Regions from separate parts of the Mus musculus genome. Here regions 1 and 2 are each linked to region 3. A link is a contact called in public Hi-C data. All regions are on one chromosome and are shown on one strand. Each heading gives the region's core, a stretch centred on a gene start, on an enhancer-like site or on the middle of the called end of the contact. The rest is flanking DNA. Distances are from core to core; before and after follow the strand shown.

Evidence for each region. A called contact is a pair of places that touch in the nucleus more often than the background predicts.
Region 1: a contact with region 3 is called in a Hi-C map of B cells, with 9 read pairs. The contact joins the promoter of Mvk here to the promoter of Rplp0 in region 3. A contact is called at or near these places in 2 of 39 promoter capture datasets (liver and pre-B cells) and 1 of 484 Hi-C or Micro-C datasets (B cells).
Region 2: a Hi-C map of CD8 T cells shows a contact between it and region 3, with 2.7 times the contacts expected there. The contact joins the promoter of Kctd10 here to the promoter of Rplp0 in region 3. A contact is called at or near these places in 4 of 39 promoter capture datasets (the 3T3-L1 cell line, cranial neural crest, liver and 1 more), 2 of 484 Hi-C or Micro-C datasets (B cells and CD8 T cells), 2 of 115 datasets of contacts at active chromatin or transcription factors (pancreatic cancer cells and thymic regulatory T cells) and 1 of 9 other capture datasets (liver).

What each region holds. Positions count from the first base shown.
Region 1 is chr5:114,442,983-114,445,682 of GRCm38.p6, reverse strand. It overlaps Mvk (mevalonate kinase), which reads right to left and starts at 1,414. Exons shown (of 11, transcript NM_023556.3): 1 at 1,320-1,414; 2 at 204-295. The coding sequence starts at 281. Mmab (methylmalonic aciduria (cobalamin deficiency) cblB type homolog (human)) reads left to right here and starts at 1,656. Exons shown (of 9, transcript NM_029956.4): 1 at 1,656-1,807. The coding sequence starts at 1,692.
Region 2 is chr5:114,379,217-114,381,916 of GRCm38.p6, reverse strand. Kctd10 (potassium channel tetramerisation domain containing 10) reads left to right here and starts at 1,412. Exons shown (of 7, transcript NM_026145.4): 1 at 1,412-1,491. The coding sequence starts at 1,489. It overlaps Ube3b (ubiquitin protein ligase E3B), which reads right to left and starts at 1,297. Exons shown (of 28, transcript NM_054093.3): 1 at 942-1,297.
Region 3 is chr5:115,558,097-115,560,796 of GRCm38.p6, reverse strand. Rplp0 (ribosomal protein, large, P0) reads right to left here and starts at 1,330. Exons shown (of 7, transcript NM_007475.5): 1 at 1,258-1,330; 2 at 909-1,010; 3 at 1-56. The coding sequence starts at 962.

The sequences.
Region 1 (2,700 bases), core at 165-2,664, 1.1 Mb after region 3:
CCAATCCAGGGTCTGAGAGACATGGTACCCCATCGTTCAAGTCCCTGGGAACTTTTTTTGGTTTGTTTGTTTTTTCGAGACAGGGTTTCTCTGTGTAGCCCTGGCTGTTCTGGAACTCACTCTGTAGACCAGGCTGGTCTCAAATTCAGAACTGGGATTAAAGGCATGCGCCACCACTGCCCAGCTCCCTGGGGACTTTTTACCTTGCCATGGACCACAGCGTGTTCTCCATGGAGGATGACCTTCCCCGGGGCGGACACCAGCAGGGCTTCTGACAACATGGCTTCTGAGACTTCTGCAAGGAAAGAGAGAGAGAGAGAGAGAGAGAGAGAGAGAGAGAGAGAGAGAGAGAGAAACAAAGTTCCCTAGATGTTAGTTACAAACACCAGGAAGGCTGGGCTTGGAGGTGAACATCTTTCATCCCAGCACTGTGGAGGCAGAGGCAGGTGGATCTCTGGGTGTACGAGGCAAGCCTGGTCTACAGAGTGAATTCCAGGACAGCCAGGAGCATGTAGAGAAACTCCATCCAGAACTACCATCCAGAGCTATGTTCCAGGATGACAGTGCAGTGAGCCAGTCAGGTGGACAATGGGAAAAAAAAAATCTGGGTTCAGACCACAGCTCTTCCGTCCCCAGAATGTCTTATGCCATGAATCTGTTTCCCATATATCAGATAATAGAGGCAATACTGGAGGCTGACTCAAAGGACTACCAGCAGCAAGGCCTGTCTGTCTGGCAAAGTGGCCTCTTGACTATACTGAGCTACTCGGCACTGACAGGTTCTCAGCTCCAGAGTTTATTACCACTGCTGTTGCCAGTAGAAACTGACATGAGCTCAGGCATGGACTGCTTGCCTACTCTGAGGACGGCCATGTGTTTGATGCGTGTGGGAACGCGAGGTTTAGATAAAATCTTGCAGGAGAAAGAATCCTTCCCGGACCTCAAGACCACAACCAACCTGTCACAATCACAAACGCGGCTGCCGGGACTCACCTGTTAACGCCCTGTGTTGCACGTTCAAACAAGAACTTCTGCAAGGCAAGAGTCATGTCACAGAGTGGTTTTGCTGGATTTATGGGTGCATGCATTTTTACGTTGTTATAAATAATGCAAAAATCACCCGGGTTCAAGGCTTCACTGGCCACCCCACTGCACACTAAGTAGCCCAGTCTACGGGACCCTAGTCTAGGGGAAACTGTCCGATCTGAGGTCGCCGAGCGCTCAGATCGAGGACACGAAGGCAGAGAACCGCGGCGCCCGGCCCGGGGTGTCCGGGACCCGGTCCTCACGCCGCCCATCCCGCAGCCCAGGCTTCTCACCTGCCCCGGCCAGCGCCCAAGTGAGCTGAAACCCGGGCCGCAGCTCCCGGTCTTCTCCATATCAGATGGGAGAGTTCCAAGGAGGCGGGTGTGTCTTCCTGAGGCCAATCAGAGAGCTGGAGCTAAGGGCTCCTTTACAGATTGGGTCAAACATTAACCAATGGGAACTTCAAGCAAGCCGAAATTGCCTCGCCTCTTTCTACAAGTAATCCAATGGGAATCAAGAGCTGGGGAGTGCCCCGCCCTGGTGCGAGTGCCCCAGGCCAATAGGAAACAGCGATTGAGAGGTGGCGCGGCCGGCTGCGGGGCGGAGTCATCCCCGGGCCTGGACGGGTGCCTAGCCGGGTCAGTCTTGGATGCGTTACCGTGCGCATGGCTGTGTGGCTCTTTGGGGGTCGCCTCGGCCTGCGCGGGCGTCTCAGCGCCTGCAGACTGCTGTGTCCCCGTTTCCAGAGCCGTGGCCCTCAGGGCGGGGAAGACGGGGACAGGTGAGTTTCAGGCCTGGAGAGTAACTCAACACGGAGGAGGAACGGTTGTTTCCGTGGGTACATCACACCGATGACGTGCTCTATGTGGCCTGACGTCACTGGGCTCGTCATGGCGTCAGAGGCCAGGATTTCCTCCCCAAGTTCTAACGGAGTCTAGCTGTGGTCAGTCAGGGCAGGGGCATGCTCTTGTGGGTTTTGTCCGGCCTCCCCAAGCAGTTTGTTTGGATTAGGATTAAGACACCAGGAAGACATGGTAACACTTAGAAACTTGCATAGGGACTTGCAGACTACCATGACCTCATGATCAGCGTTCCCTGTCCAGTCCTCTGACTTTGAAATAATTTTGTGAATTCACATTTTAATTTTAAGTTATGCACTGCTAGTTGAAAATGGCAGAGTCGGGGTTCATTCGCAGTCCTCAAAAAAAAAAAAATTAAGTTAAAATAGCATTTTTGAAATTCCATTTTGACAGTGTATTTTTTTTTTTCCTTGACACTGAAAAATCTTAGAAAAGTGCAAGTGGCCTAGTTTTCTTTCCCCCAGAAGTGCTAACTTCTGTGTTGGGGTTAGAAGAGACAAGAGTTTGGGGAGGGTAATGGACCAGGTCAGGCTTACAGTAGAAGGGTTTTGGGCATGAATCCCAGCCCAGTCTCTTCCTGGAGATCTAGGAAGTTGAATCTTTGTGGGCTCCAGTTTCCTCAACGGAGAAGCGTATGGCTAACTTTGGGAGTGTGGGAGAAGCTGAAGGGCAGTTCCAGGAGCTAGCGGCTTTAGCCCACTGTGGAGCTAGGGCTACATGGAGTGACCAGTTAGTCCTTCCTGCCAGTATTTGCCAAGAATCTTTATTGAGCAGTATGCTACAGCAGCTGCTGTACAGGTAGAGACAGGGACAG
Region 2 (2,700 bases), core at 163-2,662, 1.2 Mb after region 3:
TTCAAGAAGCACAACATGTCGCACAGGAGTCCAGACTGTGAAGTAAAAATAAACACAAGTTGCTGAGCGACTTTCTTTTATGGTAGAAGTCGCTAGTTTCCCAGGCCTAAGGGCCACCATCTAAGTGTAGACCATGTAACAGACATTGTAGATCTATTTAACTAGGCCTCCCTTTGGAAGCCTATCCTGTGAGGCTACAACACCCCAATTTTAAAAGCCTAAGATAAGACAACAGCTCTTAAAGAAACCATTAATAAGCCAAACTATTGCTCTTAGACAGCTACAGCCTATCCAGATGGGGAAACGAAATGCAGAGGGCACATAACTCGCCAGTGTCCTCACCCACCGTCCCTGACTTTGAATTCCCAAAGGAATTACTTATCGGCAAGTCAAAAAGGCAAGGTTCAGGAATCACACACACAGAAAGGCACCACAAAGAGAAGTTGAGAATGCCAGGCACCCTGTGAGGCTAGCTAGGCTTAAGTCAAAATACGATCCAGTTTTTCCAGCTTTTGATCAAGAGCCGTCAGGAACCACACTAAAACGTATTCTAAAATAATCTCCGTAAAACAATCTAATTACTCTATTTACAGAGGAGGAAACTGAGGGTCAGAGATGGGACTAGATTCACCCAAGGTCACACAGCGAGCGACAGCACTGGGCTCGAATTCCACTTGGGGTGATCCGGAGGCCCGACGCCTCTCACAGGCACCGACATCAACAACCACAAGAACAAGTCCGTCTCGCCCACAATCAGTTGGCTGGCAAGGCCAGTCGCCTCGGCACGGAAATCAATGGAAGGGGGACAAGGAGATCCCCGAAGCCCGCAAGCCAGTCCCTCCTCCGACTTCACTCAAACCAAGACTCGGCCCCCCAGATAGCCTCCCTCCGTCCCTGGCCCCGCCGCCCAGAGAAGCGCCCATCCTGTCCCCACTCGCTACCCGCAGTCCGGAGATCTTTATCCGTTCGAGGCCCCGCACTCGGGGTCCGGGCCGCAGCGACCGCCGCCTTAGCCCGATCCCCCCGAGGTCCGCCAGCCCCGGGGCAGCGGCCGAAGCCCGGCCGCCATCTTGCCCCGGGTGTTGTGCTCCGAACACCTCTTGGGAAGCAAGCAATTATTCAGTTCCGGGAAACAACAGTTCCGCACTGCTTCTTTGCCCATGGAGGAGGTGAGGACTCCTTTCCTCTTGTCATCTTCTTTAGCAGACGGAAAGGAGAAACAAACATCCAGAAGTGGGACTAAACGCCTGACTCGGCCAAGGGGAGGCGGGAACGGTTGATAAAAAGAGTTCCCCCCATCTAGGGCTTACGGGGGTGGGGGGTGGGGGGGAACGCTTTAAGAAGAGTCCCTCTGCGGGGCGGAAGTGGGGTGTGGACGGACGCCGGAAGTGCCCGCCCCGGCCCCGCCTCCGCCCCCTGCATTGAGCGAGCTGGGTGTTTCCTGCCTCTCAGTCCGGATTTGGAGACTCCGGCGTCCTCCGACTTTTCATGGTGAGGGCGGTGGCCGCCGTCGGGGAGCTTCGGGGCGGGCGAGGGTGGCGACGAGGCTGAGCGGGAGCGGTGGGGCGCTGAGTAGCGCGTGCGGGCGAGGTCCGGAGCGGGGGAAGGGCTTCAAATGAAAGGAGCCGTGGTCGGGGTGGTGGTGGTGGGGATCTGCGAAGGGGCGGCTGGTCCTGCGGGCGGTGGTGGCGCTGGGCGGCGAGCCTGGAGTGCTGATGGGCGATGGGACGTGGGAGATCGTCGGGACAAAGAGACGGCGGCGGAGGCATCGAGACCGACGCTCGGGGTGGGGAACGAACGAGGGTTCGAGGGCGTGTGGAGAGGGGCGAGCGTGTACCCTTGGAATCGAGCAAAGTCTGGCCTCTGGGAGGCTGTGCCTTGAGTAAGGTGGGGTTCCAGGCAAGAGAGGGAGGGGGCGTCTCTGAACCCACAAGTCTGGAGCGAGATGACTGGTAACAGTAATTCTAAGGAGACATGTCTGAGGTCGGGGTACCCTGACCACAGAGTCTGGCCTCAAGTGGCACCTGGATACCTACCTAATCACTTCCCTTGAGGCCCTAGGTGACCACACCTCGGGAGTCCCAGGATGTCAGCTGTTGCTGTCTGCGTTATGGGATGGTTTCGGTTTACTTGAGATTCTCTAGGGTCTGTCCCTTGAATGGTTCTTTGTCCTTGGGTGGGGATGGGGGGCGGGTGGACTATTAACCCAGGTCTTCTTTGTCTGCCACTCACTCACAAGATCAGTCCCAAACTGAAGACAGATGACTCGGCCTGTGTCTGGCTTTGGTCAAGCTCTATTTGGTATAAAACAAGAGACACACACATTGGTAGAAGGCGGCCAGCAGCACCGGTAGACCACCAACTGGTCCCCTGGGGCTAACCTGGGAACTAGTTAACAACAGGATAGTCTGGGCTCACCGATGTATTTTTACAGTCTCTGTGTGTCACTAAGGATTTGGGCTGTGAAATGGAGGGCGTTTGAAACCAGATTCTAATACCTAGCTTCCCTAGTAAGCAGGATTGACAACATCCTCATTGAGACTGTTTGGAGAAGTTCTCAAAAGCAGGAGAACTGGGGGGGGGGGGGTGACTATCCTAGAAAAAAGTGTGGGGCTTTAGTTTTTGGCCTCCTTTAACTTCGTTTGCTTCACGCAGTAGCCCTGTAGCAGAGACCTCAGGTTAGTTTAGCCTCCTTGCATA
Region 3 (2,700 bases), core at 81-2,580:
GAGCCCACGTTGTCTGCTCCCACAATGAAGCATTTTGGATAATCATCCAAAAGTTGCTATGAAGGAAGCCAGGAAAAACTACATTGAGAGGAAAACAAACAAAAAATACCCAGCAAAACCCGAAACCCTGCTACCTCTACCTCCCCATTGCTTCACCCTAGGTGTGACACTTCTCGCTAGGAGCCAGCCACCCGAGCCCAACGTCTGTCTTTATCTGATCCAGCTTCCTTGCTGGTTACGAGTATCACAAAATTACTGTCACAGCCAAAAATTAACTTTTAGCTGGGTGTGGTGCCACACCTGTAAAGACAGGTAAGGCTTAATTGCTAATCCGAGGCCAGCCAGAGCTATAGGGGGAAGACTTGCCTCAAGTAAATCTTAAGCTTTACTTTTTAAATAAGGCGTGCCTGGGTGACCAAAGTGACTCTGATCAGGGAAGAGACAGACTTAAAAAGCACAGAAAACAAATTATAGAGAGGTCGGGGGATCTTAGGTTGTGAAATATAAAAGGTACTACCAGACCCAAAAATCTTTGTCTCTGTCTCGGAAAAAAAAAAGAAAAGTTAACTAAAACAGACTGGTACCTACAAAGTCTGGTAGCTCTGGTTCAAAGCCACCTCAAAGGCCTTTTGTAATTAAGTCACTCAACAGCAGCCTGACTGGCAGGTCTCAGATGGGCAACAAGATGAATCACTCCAGTCTCAGCCCTTTGCACAAACGCGAAGGGCTCGACGAGATGAAAAACTGGGTGAGCGAGCTAGTTCTGGAACGCGGGGGGGGGGGGGGGAGATCCCAAGACTACAGAACTTCCCCAGGATGCCCAAACTCTGTTAAAGCGCGTGGCCAACGACCGCCCCGGGAAGACCCGGAGGCGGAAGCCGCGCGTCCCCGGCCCGCTCCACACTTACGATGATCTTGAGGAAGTAGTTGGACTTCCAGGTCGCCCTGTCTTCCCTGGGCATCACGGCGGTGCGTCAGGGATTGCCACGCGGGGTTTAAAGACGATGTCACTGGGGAGAGAGAGGGGGCAGCTTGAGCCCGGTAACCCCAACACCGGCCCCGATCCCAGGCCTAGGCCAAGCCGGCCACGCCAGAGCTGGGCCCCGGGCTGCGGCCGCCAGCAGCGCGGGCGATCCGACAAGCCAGGCGGTAGACCGGACGGGCAGAGCCCGGCCGCGATCCTTCCCGAGCCCATCGCTCCCACCCGCAACGTCCCCGCGCTCTTGCCGCCCTCCCACAACAAAACAACCCCCCAACCTCCAACGAGGACGCCTGGCGAGAGACGGGCCGCATGCCCGCGTGTGCCTTTTATAGGAGAACCAGGCGGTCCTCGAAACCCGAAGACGACGTCGTCCATGCCTATTGGCTGGTTCCATCGACTGTCCTGCCTCACTCAATAAACATGCGCGTCTATTGGCTGAGACCGCTGCCACTCCAGCAAGTCGGGAAAGTAAAGACAGCACCCGGCCGCAGGAGGCGCGCTTTCAGACCTGCTGCCCTCTGCTGGGTCGGAGCCGCCCTGCAGCGTCACCGAGTCAGTACAGCAAAACAACTTTCTGCGAAACCCTAGCTGATGCTCTAGTCTCCTCTTGTTCTTCCATTCTTTTTTCTTTCTTTTAATTTATTTATTTTTTATTTTTTTAGGTTTTTCTGTATATCCTGGCTGTCCTGGAACTCACTTTGTAGACCAGGCTGGCCTCAAACTCAGAAATCTGCCTGCCTCTGCCTCCCAAGTGCTGGGATTAAAGGCGTGCGCCACCACTGCCCGTTTTGTTCTTCCTTTCAAAACCTACATCTTCACCCGCACAAAGTTAATCAAAGATTGCCGTTTTCTCTGAGTAAACGCCTAAAACGTAGACTATTCTCAAGGTCCCACACGACTGTTTCCACTGTCGCAATCTGTTTTCTTGCTTTCCTACTGATGTGTTTGCCTCTCGCCTGATCCCTTTGCCCTTTTATCCCCTTCAAGAGTATGCCTTTTTTTTTTTTTGGTTTTGGTTTTGGTTTTTCGAGACAGGGTTTCTCTGTATAGCCCTGGATGTCCTGGAACTCACTTTGTAGACCAGGCTGGCCTTGAACTCAGAAATCCGCCTGCCTCTGCCTCCCAAGTGCTGGGATTAAAGGTGTGCGCCACCACCACCGGCTTCACAGCTTTTTGAATGGTGCTGGCCAGCTTCGGTCAGAGAAACTCACCTCCCCCACATCTTGCTGCAAATGCTATCTACTCAAGGAGACCTGCCCTGATTCTTGATTTCAAATTTTAAGGGCGGGGGCAAAACCAAACCTACTCTCCCTTACTCTCCCACCTTCTCCTGCAGCACTTACACCATCTAACTCGCTGTATAATTCACCACATTCTGCTTGTCAGCCTCTCCCTGCAGGAAGGTAAGCTCCACAGGGCAGAGATTTTATTCTGTGCCTGCCAGACAGTGGGCAGATAAGTATTTGTTGAGCAGGCAAAACGCAGGGCATGCGGCCAGATGAGACCCGGATCCATAACTTTGTTCTGCCGCTTGCTGTGTTGTCTTAAAAAGCACTTCCACTTTATTGACCGTTTGCTTTCCCTTCCAGGGATACGGGAGAAAATCGATACATAAAACTAGCTTCTTCACATATATATATATATATATATATATATATATATAATATATATATATATATATAATATATATATATATATATACACATTATATATATACA